Regions from separate parts of the Sus scrofa genome. Here region 2 is linked to region 1. The links are chromatin contacts, called in public HiChIP or PLAC-seq maps. All regions are on one chromosome and are shown on one strand. The core of a region is the stretch at or near the end of the contact, and the rest is flanking DNA. Distances in the headings are between cores, read along the strand shown.

Region 1 (6,744 bases), core at 1,990-4,489:
TTTTTTGTCTTTTTTGCCTTTTCTTGAGCTGCTCCCGTGGCATATGGAGGTTCCCAGGCTAGGGGTCGAATCAGAGCTGTAGCCACCAGCCTACGCCAGAGCCACAGCAACGCAGGATCCGAGCTGCATCTGCACCCTACACCACAGCTCACAGCAACGCCAGATCCTTAACCCACTGAGCGAGGCCAGGGATCGAACCCGCAACCTCATGGTTCCGAGTCGGATTCGTTAACCATTGCGCCACAACAGAACTCCTTGTTCTTTTTAACAAGAGAGGGAAAACCAATGACCATCGTTTTGCCGTCTCCGTGACTGACACAGGAGAGATCGCCTGCTCAGTAGAAAAGCTTCGGGAGCAACAAAGCAGACTTCCTTCCTCTCCGCTACCCAAACTCCCATCTCGGCCTTCGCTCCACTGCTGGGTAAGAATCTGACCAACCAGAGAAAACTCAGCATCACTGTATGTTGCTGACAATCCAGGAACAAATCTAGGGAAGGTTCCTGAGGGCAGAATCCACGGTCAAGAGGCCATTGCAGGACTGGCAAAAACAGCAGACTGGTTTTTGAATTGCGTACTTAGGGATTAACGCAACCAAGAACACAGAAGAGCCTCTCGGCAGAAAACCAAAACTCTAATAAAGGTGTGATGAGACGGAAGGGCATTCCAAGCCCTTGGAGGAGGTGAGTGAGGAGTCCACAGGTGTCCATGTTCCACAGGTGAGTCTGTACAGTTCGGTGCAATCCTACGTGAAAAATTGAAGTTTTTGAGACACGTCTCAAACTTACTTTATAGAGATGGGTAAAGGTCCATAAGCAGCTACGTCAACCCTTAAGGGGAATCAACAGAGGAAACCAATGACCAGATATTAAGACTCACCCCAAAGTCATCATATTAAAACTAGAGAGGTATGATCACAAGAACTGACAGACCAAGGGCATAAAGAACTCAGGGGCGGAGCTCACACATGCAAACCTAGCACACACTACAGCCGCTATCACAGGTCACAGAGGGGGAGAAATGGCCGTTTCCAAGATGTTATTGGGAAAACCGGCTTTCCACGTGGATAAAAATAAAGCTGAATCTTCATGAAACACCATATATGGTGGTAGGTATCAGATGGATTCGAAACCTACCTGTGAAAGACAAAAATCATGAAGCCAACCAAAGAAAATGTGGGTGCAGAGCTTTGTGCCATGGGTCAGACCAAGAGGCCTTCTTTAAAACACAGCTCGACGATCATAAACCAGCGGGGAAATGTTTTCGAAGATTAAAAAGGCTTTATGATCAAGGGAGGAAGAGGTCACATATACTATTGTCAGATGGCAACACGGAAACATCTATTTAAAATAGCTGCAACTAACAAGGAATGAATCCTAGAGCACAAGGAACTTTACAAATCGGCAATGAAGAAGAGGTAACAGGCAATAGCAAAATGGGCAAAGGACACAAAGAGGCAGAAAATAGAAGCGGACACCCAGTAAACAGGCCTATGAAGAGATATTTAAACTCACTGATTATCAGAGAACTACAAATCAAGACAAGGATGAGCTATCCTTTTCTACCTACTAGACTGGCAAAAAAAAAAAAAGAGAGAGAGTTGGATAATGGCCAGAGTTAGCAGGAAGGGGGAACTCTTCCCGTGGGGCTGGAGGCCCCGGAGAGACGGCTCTAGGTCACGACCTGAGCACCTTCCCTCCAACGAAGCGGACACTACTCTCCTCCAGGGTAAACCCCGACAATACCGCAGCGACATCTGCGCCCATGCCCCCTCTGTGAGAACCTCCAGGGAAACACAACAAGGACTACAACCATTTACACGACAGAAAACCCCAGGTAGGACAGAATAATGTAAATCAACGATAATCAAAGAATTAACAAAACAAAACAAAAACAAAAACAAAAACCCACACAGGTAGGAGTTCCTGTTGTGGATCACGGGTTAAGAATCCATGTCTGTGAGGATGTGGGGTCAATCCCTGGCCTTGCTCAGTGGGTTAAGGAGCTGGCATTGCCGTGAGCTGTGGGGTAGGTCGCAGATGTGGCTTGGATTCGGTGTGGCTGTGGCTGTGGTGTAGGCTGGAAGCTGCAGCTCCGATTCAGACCCCTAGCCTAGGAACTTCCATATGCTGCAGGTGCAGCCATGAACAAAATGAAACAAACAAACAAACAACAACAACAACAACAAAACACCCCACAAGTACATGAAAGACATGAATTGGCAAGAGTACACGTTAAAAGTACACAATAGAACGGTGGACTGCGGGAGGACAGGAATAGGAGTTGGGAAAAGAACTAAAAGAGAAGTGAGTGAGTGACTTAAGGAGGAGCCTGTGAGGATCCCGTGCCACAAGCCAGGGAGCAAGACTAATTCTCTCTCTCTGGACCCGAGATCCAAAGAGAAGAGAGAAGAAAGCAAAGGGGAGAAAAGTCTCTGCAAAGAAATGTGCATGCATTTATCTGCTGTCATCCCCTCCTTGGCAACTGGGCCATTTGGAAAACACCAGCAGCTGCCAGCCATTAATTATGGCCCTGCCTGACATCCCACAGGCACTGTATGCCCTGAGAGAAACTTCAAGATAAAAGCAACAAATTCAGAACTGTCCCCGAAGGAATTCCCTCCTGCTACCTGTCACTTCAAAATATGCTGGTTCTGTGGTGAAATGCTGGCATTTGAGTTCTCACCAAACCATTTTCCAGAAAGGAAAAGGCCCAACATTTGGAATCTGGCTCTTAAAAGGTAACAGCACAGCATCCCACGTTTAAATTCATATCCTATAGACTTCTTACCTTTAAGTGTTTCAATTGCCTCATACACAGCTGCAAAACCACCAGAGCCTGGGCAACAGCGCCACCTGTGGCGGAGGAGCGCCACTGCGTGGGGTGCGGTGAAACTCACGTCACCTCGGCAGGAATTGGAAAGGGAACGGGCTTGGCAGCAGAGGGGAAACGAAGCTAAGGCTCGTGTGATGTCAAAAGAAGTCCTAACCCTAACCCTAACCGGAGCACTTCTCTGGTGTAGCCAGCTTGGAAATCAGTGAACAGAGCAGTTTCTAGAACAAGAGCACCCTAGAAAAATAATTTTTCTAAACTACTCCTGGAAAAGTGACCGGTATGTTTAACCCATCTGTCCTCTCCCGCTTCCCATATGAAAAGGTGAGCAGCTGAAGAATCAGTAGAGACTCAAGGCAGCCAACTCTGTCCCCTGTGAATAACAATGGCAAGAGCCACATGCTGCACGCGCCTTGTTTCCACAAACGGAACCTTCTGTGTTGTTCTTTTCCTAGGGAGGTAGAATATCCCTGTGGTTAACAGCAGAGTTAAATTAGAGCCAGGCAGAACTCAGATTAAATCACATCTCCTGCATTGACCAATCTCAATTTCCTAATCTACAAAGTAGGTCAAAAGCACCTCGCAGAGCAGTGCAAAAGCATCAGAGGAGCTAATGTGCATAAAAACCCTGAAACACAGTGAGGAGCCGGTAAGCGCTATCCATGAACAGCTATTATTGTAAAATACACTCGCTGTTGACAATGCAAAGCATAGAGAAATATTTCAAGGTGAAGGTCGGTGTCTCCCAGCAATCTACCCCCTGTGCTGATTAAGACTTTGACGAGGAAGCGTCTCCAGGACTGTGCCTCTCAATGTCTCTAGACAAGGCAAGTCATTTATTTTTATCCACACATGGTTCCACCACCTGAGTTTTAAAAACGTAAGGGAACAATATACGGAGGGCACCGTTTTGGCAAATATACCAAGATCTCGCCTGTTCTTTTTAGAGGGTCCATAGTGCTCTCTGCTATTTGTCATCAGTGTCTTATTAACCATTTAGACTGTCTCCGATTCTTTGCTATCGTGACCGATGCGCCAATGAACTTCTTTACAGAAATGTCTTTGCATTCCCATCTATCCGTCAGGACAAACTGCTGGGTCAAAGGATATTTACTTTTGAAAGGCTTTTAATACATAGTCCCCAGATACTTAATACATATTACGATATGGTAAAACCAGCTGGCATGCCCACCAGCAGAAGCACGGTCATCTTTTAAATCTACCGGTATGTATCTCAAGGAGGGAGAAGCAGATTCATAACGTCAAAAGTTACAGGCAAGGAGTTCCCGTCGTGGCACAGTGGTTAACGAATCTGACTAGGAACCATGAGGTTTCAGGTTCGATCCCTGGCCTTGCTCAGTGGGTTAAGGATCCAGCATTGCCGTGAGCTGTGGTGTAGGTGGCAGACGCGGCTCGGATCAGCGTTGCTGTGGCTCTGGTGTAGGTCGGCAGCTACAGCTCCTATTAGACCTCTAGCCTGGGAACCTCCATATGCCGCGGGAGCGGCCCTAGAAAAGGCAAAAAAAAAGTTACAGGCAAGCTTCAGGTCTGGGCAGGGGGTCTCCTTCGATGTGTCCCTGCCCCTCCCAGTTCCTAGGTCCTTTATTATAGAAATGTGTCCCAGAGCAGGGCAGGGCGTGGGCCTCTGTCCTCTCTTGTCCTGGTGGGTCCCGTGATGTCCCTTCTGTAATTCCATCTCCTGAGTCCTCTCGAAACCCTCAGTCGAGGTGTGCTGTCTTGCCCCAGGTGGGCTGAAGCTAGGCCACTTTGATGCGCTCTTTCCTGGGACTCTCAGAGAAGTGAGGCAAGGACTGACAAACTGTTTAAAAGCTTTCTCATCCTGCTTCTATTATCCAGAAGGCCCTTCCCCACTGGTCCCCGGGTCTCCAGAACTGGTCTGATTTCAAGCCTTGGTTCTTCCACTCTTCCCACCTTACTGCGGGTGGCGCTGCAGAGTTCTCTGCCCTTTCATTATTATTACTATTGTTTATGCGATTGTTATTTTAGGTCAAGTTAGCCCCGTATCAGATGGGCTTTCCGAAACAGGCCCATCTGAACGGGGGAGGAAGGACTTGTTTCCTTGAATATTTACTTGAAAAATTCTCCCTGGTTCAATGCGTGCGGGAAAAACAGAAGCAACAAAGAAACATGTTTTTCTTCTCCGAAAGGCCTCTTGGCCTACCAATAACGACCTTTCCAAATTACTTAACATTTTACATAAAGATTCTGTAACATCTGTATTTTGGAAAGCATGAAAGAAGGGAAATGTCTGTCTCCAAGTGGATTTCGCATCGACATAAACAGCTCATCCTTTTCTCTGGTCCACATGGAGCGGCACTGAGCTTCCGGATACTGCTGCAATTCAGGGTAGGGCTATCTTGGACTTTTCTCCAAGTGGATTTTACAAAGCAAATCTGAGGCACAGGGACACAATTTCCTTCCTACGCTGGTAGCAACAAGGCAGGAATTTGTTTTTTCTCCTGCTCACCAAGGAGACCATCAGCCCAGTTTCATGTTCACCCCATCATCGTTACAAGGTTGCAGGTGCCCTTGGACGTCGTGCTTAACCAGAGCGCTCAGAGCCAGAAGCAGGGGAGCTGTGCCTGCTCGAGAGGCTGCCCAGGTCACTCCCGTCAGAGAGGAATATCATCAGTGTGCACTGTCTCTGCTCTTAGCTCTCCAAGAGGCAACGGGAACCCAGGAGTAGGTACCAAGCCATCACTCAGACGGTTCTTGCCTCTCCAGTCCTCTGAGCAAGACCGCGCAGGAGGCAAAGCCAATTCTGGCTTCCTGCAGGACAGGGCTCTTGGGGACCTGGCTCTTATTGGATTAAGCAACGTTTAAGTGGTGACTGGAATGACATTCTTAAGACGACACAGGATTAACGGAGCTAATGTACCTCATTCTCTGGACAGCGTGAAGGGTTACGGGGTGCAAGATGTCATCACGGCCTTGCCGGTCAGGCTCACGGCAAGTCCTGGAGTCCCTGACATGGTAAGGCTGGCAGAAGCCGCTCAGGCTGCTCTGGGGGAAGGGGGCTGACCCAACAGGCCCATAGCACCTCCTGGTGGTCCTTCCCCAGAACAGCAGCTTCCCCAATCCCGCCCCCGCCCCCAGCTGTAGAAACAAATCTGAACAGCGTACTTACTGCCTTCGCTCTGACTGTCTCTGTTGGAGTTGTAGACCTGGAAAACAGAAAGACCTGTTTACTTGGGCGCATTTTCCTACCACTCTCCAGGTCCACTGGAGAAAACCACTCCTTCCCCCTTTCCTAGCTTGTGCCTGAGGATAGAAGGCCACTTCTGGCCCCCACATGTAAATGCCATCACACCTAGTTCCTGCTATTTACTTCAGGTGTTCTTAATGTGTGCACATCAGAATCACCTCTGGAACTTTATGGTTAAAACAAAAACCTCATATTCCTCCTTCAAAAAAAACCCAAACTTATGTATGCATGGAAACTAAAAAGGAGAAAAAAAATTAATGTTACAAATCATTAAGCATTAACTGCGCACGCCAGGCAATGAGCTAAGCAATTCACATGAATTATCTCAAATTATCTATACAACAATTCTGTTGGGTAGGCGCTGTTATGATCACCGTTTTACAGATGGAGAATTGCAGGCTTCGAGAGGTTAACTAAGGCTCCCAGCTGGTATGTGGCAAAGTCAGGACAAAGATACGTGAAAAACTGTCAAGTGTTAACACTGGGGATGGGACCAGACCGCTTTGTATTTTATATTCTTGTGTGAATTCAAATGCTATAAGGGTAATGCATTACTTCTATAGCAGACACCCCTGGAATGAGTCATGGAAATCAGAAAAGGGAAAGCGCCCCCAAATAAACCAGACAGTGACACTGGAAGAGTCGGCTTTTTCCCACAAAGCGTCAGATGGTAAGTATTTTTGTCTCT
Region 2 (6,487 bases), core at 3,473-5,972, 1.1 Mb before region 1:
TTAAGTTTTATTTGGAGCAAAATGAGGACCTAAGCCCAGGAGGCAGTATCTCAGGTCACCCTGAGAAAACCGCTCCTGGGAGGAGAGGAGGGGAGGGAGGATATATAGGAGTTTTAGCAACAAGGATGTGGAGTTGGAATAAAAGATGACGGCTAATAACAGAAAGCCAGATATCTTAAGGAATTCAGCGCTTTTCTATGGGAAGATGCAGAGGTCTGGGCCCACTGAAATTCCTTTGATACGCACCTCAGCTATAGGGCCAGTGTCCTGTGTTTTCACATCCTGAGTTTTGCAGGGCTTCCTGTTAGGGGTGCCTGCAGTCTGATGGCTGCTAGATGGCAGCTGGTCTTTGTTTCCTTCCTGAGTCCGTCAGGGCTCGGGGGCTCCCCTTTGGAGGTGGCTGCACACACCGATGACAGTGGCATCTTTTCCACCCCAAAGAGGCAGGGGAAATAATATAGTGTATGTGTGATGAAGGGGAAGCGGGAGGTGCCGGCAGCCATGCACGCATTTTACAAAGTTCGCCGCTGGTCTTAGGTTACTGTTAGTCACGAGGAGCAGACATCACCACGAAGGAGCCTAGTGGCTTTCAGAGACAAGGAGATGCAAGAATTGGCATCAGAAAAGCTTCTAAAAATGTCTAACTCTCTGAAGACCTGTTCTGCCAGTTTCCCCAGAGCCCAGAGCGCCTCACTCGTGATCTGCACCCTGAGCGCCGCTCCCGGGGGTGTTACGGGTCGGCAGCTGCAGCGGCTCACGATTTAATCCGTGCAAAGGCAGGTGGCAGGTGCCAAACTCCAGTTCACGATATGCAGATGCTTGTGTGTTTGTGTGTATGGGTATGCTTTTAATACTGCTAACTTTGTATGTAATACCAGGTACCAGGTATATATATAGGTATTATATATTGCTGTATAAATACCAAGAAGGAAAACAAATTTCCACAAAATTTGTGTTGAAAAAAGTTTAAAATATCATAATAATTGAGTATAAATTTTGATAAGGCAAATCCACTCATGTGCAGAGTCGAAGCCTTCCTGTTTATCTCATTTATTCCTCACAACCTGAGGAGGTAGGTATTATTCACACCTACTTCTCATTCATGGGGAAAATGAAGTTCGCACAAGTTTGCCGGGTTAGCAAATGTTGGAGCCATCCTTCGAGCCTAACTCTTGACCTTGATGTGATTTTGAGCGGGAAATTAGCATTAAGTCTTACTGTAAAGGTGAAGAACAAGAAGTTCAAGGTGTGGAGTAATTGGGACAGAGCTTACAGGTTGCTGTAGGGCCATGTCTCCAATTTCACGGACATGCTCCATCTCTTCTCCTCTGCAACTTGCAAACCGCCAGGAAATTTGGCAGCAGGGACAATAGCTGTCATTAGCTCATTAGGTCCCAATTCATGTTACCGTTTTAATTGAAATATTTTAATGCAGTGGTTAACAGTTATATGCATTTTTTCGTTTTAATTATAAAAGATACATTGACAGATAAAAAAGGATCACATGATACTGAAGAGTATTTGGTGAAAGGTGTAAAAAGTAAAATTCACTAGTTCATTTTTTTCCTCTTCTCTTCTATGTGCCCTCTTTTTATTTCCCCTCTTATCTTTCTTTCTTTTTCTCTATTTGGCTTCCTCTCGTTTTCGAGTGTTATAAGAGCTGCCCCGAATAGAATAAAGCAGTGCCTACCCAAGAGTAGAATTAAGATCCCAGAGAACTCAGGGTGCTCTTCTTGGCCAAACACAGTGAGAATCTCAGAGCCGATATAAATTCTTTTAATGGATGAATGTTTTTAGTTTCCTGGCATCAAATCAATGTTTAGCAAGTATTTACTGAGTGGCTACCATGTGGTGGATTATGTGAGAGAATACAGATGGAAATGCTTACCTCTGCCTTCCAAGGAACTCAGGAGCTCGTGAAATCCTAGCAGTCACAGCAGACTTGAGAGAGCAGCGAGAACGCTGAAGTAAACTCATGCAAGGGAGGGACTTGTCAGCATAGCTCTGGCACTTCACAGCCTTTATTAAGGATGATGCGGATTAATCGATAGCAGATCCCAGTTAAATGATGCATTTGATTAGACGGCAAGTATGGTTAACTTCAGCTTTAAGATAAGTTGACAGAAGCATAATCACTGTGTATTGGGCTTCAAAGATGCATTTACCAATGCTTTGCATAGTGAAATCAGCAACTGAATTGTACTTGTTACATGCCTAGAATGTACTGCTCAAGCACCTCACCAGATGTGTCACATGCACATCTCATCACAACAATCCAATGAGGTAGGTGTTGCTATTATTGCTGTTTTAGTCTATTTTAAAAATTCAAGGTATTTGCCCAATTGTTATACAGCTAATAGTGAGTATAGCTGTGATTTGATCAAGAGGGTAGTTTTGAAAACATAGTGACATTTGAAAAGGATCCATGCTGCCTTATCATTTATTTTCAATCTTAGGGGCAAATTAGAAAAAAAATAAATCATATATGTAGCATTGAACTGACAACTGAATAAAAGTTTTGCTGCTTCTCCCATAGGGCTTTTATCAAATCAATCAGAAGCTGAGCTCTCTCTCCGAGGTTTAGATGCGTGACTTTTGGTTTCGTTCTGAAATTGAGCTAGAGATGTATGCCTCTAGTTCTAAAGTGTAGATTACATAAGAACATGAAGCTCTGTCCCTACTGGGGGTCACTCACTTTGTTTGGCAGACTCCTCTGGGCATGGTGGTTAGGTGGTACATGCAGTTTTGCATAGGTTCCCTCACGTGCAGGGCAGGCAAAAGCGGCAGCTGCTTGGGAAAGGGCAGAAAACCATGATCTACCTCTGGCTCTGCTCCTAACTCATGATAGAACTTTGAGTAAAGTTTTATCCTGCCTATAAAATGCAGATAAAAACGGCTTCTCTTCTCAGTTCTCTGGAGGATCAAAAGAGATCGTTTATATGAAATGGCTCTACAGAGTTCGAAAACCTACACACAGGGCACTGTTTTTCAGGTAACAAACCCAGCCATGTGCCCAGGAGCTGGTTTTCCTGTGGAGGGGGGGCAAACCAGAGCAGAGACCCAGCTGGCCTCGCTCACACGCTCACACCAAGACAGAGAGCAGGAGAGTTCACCTCTGTCCAAAAGCCCCACTCAGACTCTCCACATTTGAAAACGTTGTCTGAAGAAAACATATTGGCTAAGAGCTCAGGCTTTGTTTTTTTTGTTTTTGTTTTTTGTTTGTTTTTCCACTTCTTTTTTTTATTCAAGTATAGTTGACTGGCAGTGTTGTGTCAATTTCTGCGGCACAGCATAGTGACCCAGTCACACCTGTATATACATTCTTTTTCTCATGCTCTTTTCCATCATGTTCTATCCCAAGAGGCTGGATATAGTTCCCTGTGCTGTACAGCAGGACCTCATTGCTTATCCATTCTAAATGTAATAGCGTGCATCTACTAACCCCCAAACTCCCTGTCCATCCCACTCCCTCCCCGCTCTCCCTTGTAATCAGACCAATTAGAGCTTGAAAGCCAGCTTCTCCACTAGAATCTTGTGGAAAGGTCTTCTCTTGGTCTCCTCTTTCTCATCTGCAGAACAGGGATAATGACGGCAACTGTTCATGAGGCTCTGTGGGTTTATTGTGCAAAAGAATGCTGAGGACTTACTCTGTGCCTTGTACACAGAAAGCAGGAGTAGGTAGTAGGTCATCTGTTTTGTGGACAGCAGTAGTCCCAGCAACAGGAATGCAGAAATACAAAGAGGGGACGTGGGCAGTTTTTTTTCTTACAAAGGTGAAGGTAATTACTTGGACCTAATTTGCTTGTATTGTGCCTAAACAGTGGTCTTGCACATACAATTTTGATTTGTTTTATCTAAGTGAAGGATTATTACCTCAAAGAAAAAAAGTAAAGCAGTCTCTCTTATGCAGACGATCCCCTTTTGTGCCAGATCTGCATTCCTTTCATTTCCATAAAGTTCGCTATTATCTGGATGAGGGGGGGGTCCATGCCAGTTAAATAATAATGAATCTTGACTGTGGTTTTCATTCTGTGGGACTGACTCATAGAGTCGCAGAATGTTTGAACCTCATTTTAAAAATGCATGCAGTGTTTGCATACTATTTAACATTTCCTTAATGAGACTTATCCAGTTTGGCTCAAAACAAATGGCTGGTTACTCAACTTGATATACACTCTTCTGAAAACAAGTTTGATGAGATGCACTATTGGAATTTTCTTTGTTTTGTGGAGGTTTATACAACTGAAGAATAACATGACTCATTGAAAGTCCTAAAGCATACTTTGAAGGAATGTCAACAACCCATATTTATTGTAATAGCATTGGGCAATAGCTCATTTCCACTTTGCTTCAGAAGAGCTATAAATAGTTCTAATTTGTTTTCTTTGTACACTTACTGGGTTAATTACAGTAGAACAAGCCAAGTGATATTACTGTAGCAGTTGGCTAAACTTGACACAAACACGATAATTAAAGTGGTTGCTTTTTAATTTCTCCCATTTTCAGTATCTTAATAAGCTGAATCTGCAGCGTTATAAGCCTTAAAGAATTTGATTTGAGAACCACTAGGCTTTTCTGTCAATGTGTTTTCTTTGTTGATAGTAGATTTCAGTGTGTTGTTGGGAGTTTCCTTCAGAAAGGAAACACCTGGGCCCTGCTTCCATGCGATATCTGCTTAGCAAAAAGAAGTGTATTGTTTACATCATTCTTGCATTACCATGGGATAGTCACGTGTTTCCATTTACCTACCCAAACTGACGCTGGTGACACGGATACACACACGTCTACACATCTTCCAAGAAGCTGTTCGGCGCCTCAGCATTACCTAAGGCAGAGACTGCTCAGCTGCTCCCCCGTTCCGTCTCTCTCTCGTTGCTGCAAGTCTGATTACATCTGGACAGGCAGTGTTTTTGCTAATGTGTAAGAAGAGGACCTCTGGAAAGCAAGGCAGTGAAAAGTGGTCACTGACAAAGGTCTGGTCCTTTCATCCTAAAAGGGTTGCCTGAGTCACTCTTGGTCCTCCCCTTAGGTTCCTGCGTGTTTGCCAATCAGCTTTTCCCACTGCTCAGGGGTCACTGATCTGCACAGCAGCCTTTGGCTTCCCCTCCCACCGATCCCAGCAAAGCTGTTATAAATGCACTGTACTTCCTTTTTGATTTTCCCTCAGTGGCTGTGTTGCTTGGGGAGAATTTGAAGCACAGGTTTAAACAGCCTCTTAACAAGGTGGAGACAAAGCAACAAATAGAAGGAGAAAAGTACACTCCAATGAGCGAGAATGAGAGCAAACTTCAGCTCAAACTTTCTAACTGAAGTACCTAGATTTTTGTTGCTTTTGATAATTTTAAAACAAAGAACAGTTGAGAGATGGGAACTTTTTTTTTTTTTTTTCCTGTGTGTATCTTAGAAAGATTTTTCCACTTCATATCTGACTCGGAATGCCTCTCTGTATGTCTGCATTTAAAATGTCAAGTAACTTCCCTGGGCTTTTAGGAAAGAAGGATTCAGCTAGCAGTTGGAGGAGCTTAACACCTGCAAGTTTCTCCAGGGTCCCCAACACCTTTTACAATGAGGACCATTCCTCAGAACACACTTTTGGGTCCTTAATTTTCTGTCCTGACATCCTGCCCTCCAGGGCACTGTATGTGCTCTTGCAGATTCACCTCTCGCCTCTGTGTTACAGATATCGGGATCTTTCATCTCGGGCACGCATCTCTCACCCGTGTTTACATCCTTCTCATCAGCTGCCTCCGGACCTTTCTTTAAGATGTCCCGTTGTCGACTCAAACTCAATGTGTGCGCAGTGAAAGGGGCTCATCTTCTCCCCACCCCTGACCGGCTGTCTGTCCACAGCCCACAGTTCCTTTTCTCTCTCTCTCTCTCAGCCATTGCAGAGGCGGGCAAGCCAGCAGTCATTTCCTCTCCGCTCTCTCCAGCATCTTACATCTATGTGCTAGATACACGTTCTGCATTCTTTCACGCCCTCCTGCGCCCTCGTTCTCCACGATACTGTCACCAGTCGTCCAGGTCTACAATAGCATGTACTCAGCCAGTGTTCATGAGTCACCCGTGTCTTGCCAGGCACTGTAATAGGCACACTGAGGACTTGCTGTTGGGAAAAAAATTGCCATGATAATAAAGCCTGGTGATGATCCCCAATTATTCCAACAGTCTCCTAAGTGTCACCTTGGAGGCCAGTGTCTCTTCCTCTCCAGTCCACTTGTCCCCAAATAAACCTTCCCAAATACAAGTTCAATAATATTTTTCCAAATATCTTGGATTTAATTATCAGTAAGTCTGTTAAATATACATCATGACCTAAAACCTTTAGGATTCTTCATGTAGAGCATCATACGCTACCCCGCTGCCTTTTGAATCAGGGCTGCTTGTCCTTTAGCCACATGGAAGAGCGTCTCACCTTTATCCAGCCTCACTTCCTGCAGACACTACAGCCGGCTGACCTCCTTGGGGATGACAGACCGGAGCCTAG

Evidence for each region. HiChIP or PLAC-seq counts read pairs in DNA pulled down with a chosen protein or histone mark.
Region 2: a contact with region 1 is called in an H3K27ac HiChIP or PLAC-seq map of skeletal muscle, with 9 times the contacts expected there. The contact joins two enhancer-like sites. A contact is called at or near these places in 2 of 47 Hi-C or Micro-C datasets (embryonic fibroblasts and fetal heart ventricle) and 1 of 2 datasets of contacts at active chromatin or transcription factors (skeletal muscle).

The regions. Positions count from the first base shown.
Region 1 is chr2:144,566,971-144,573,714 of Sscrofa11.1, reverse strand. It overlaps ARHGAP26 (rho GTPase-activating protein 26), which reads right to left. Exons shown (of 23, transcript XM_021085449.1): 12 at 5,979-6,015. Among named protein-coding and RNA genes, the nearest start is that of ARHGAP26, 270 kb to the right of the region's middle. Within about 2 kb of position 3,239, at least 14 of the 83 cell types and tissues checked have an H3K27ac peak or open chromatin away from gene starts, as enhancers often do. A contact at or near this core is called in skeletal muscle, where this site is marked.
Region 2 is chr2:145,636,051-145,642,537 of Sscrofa11.1, reverse strand. No RefSeq gene overlaps it. Among named protein-coding and RNA genes, the nearest start is that of YIPF5, 29 kb to the left of the region's middle. Within about 2 kb of position 4,722, at least 18 of the 83 cell types and tissues checked have an H3K27ac peak or open chromatin away from gene starts, as enhancers often do. A contact at or near this core is called in skeletal muscle, where this site is marked.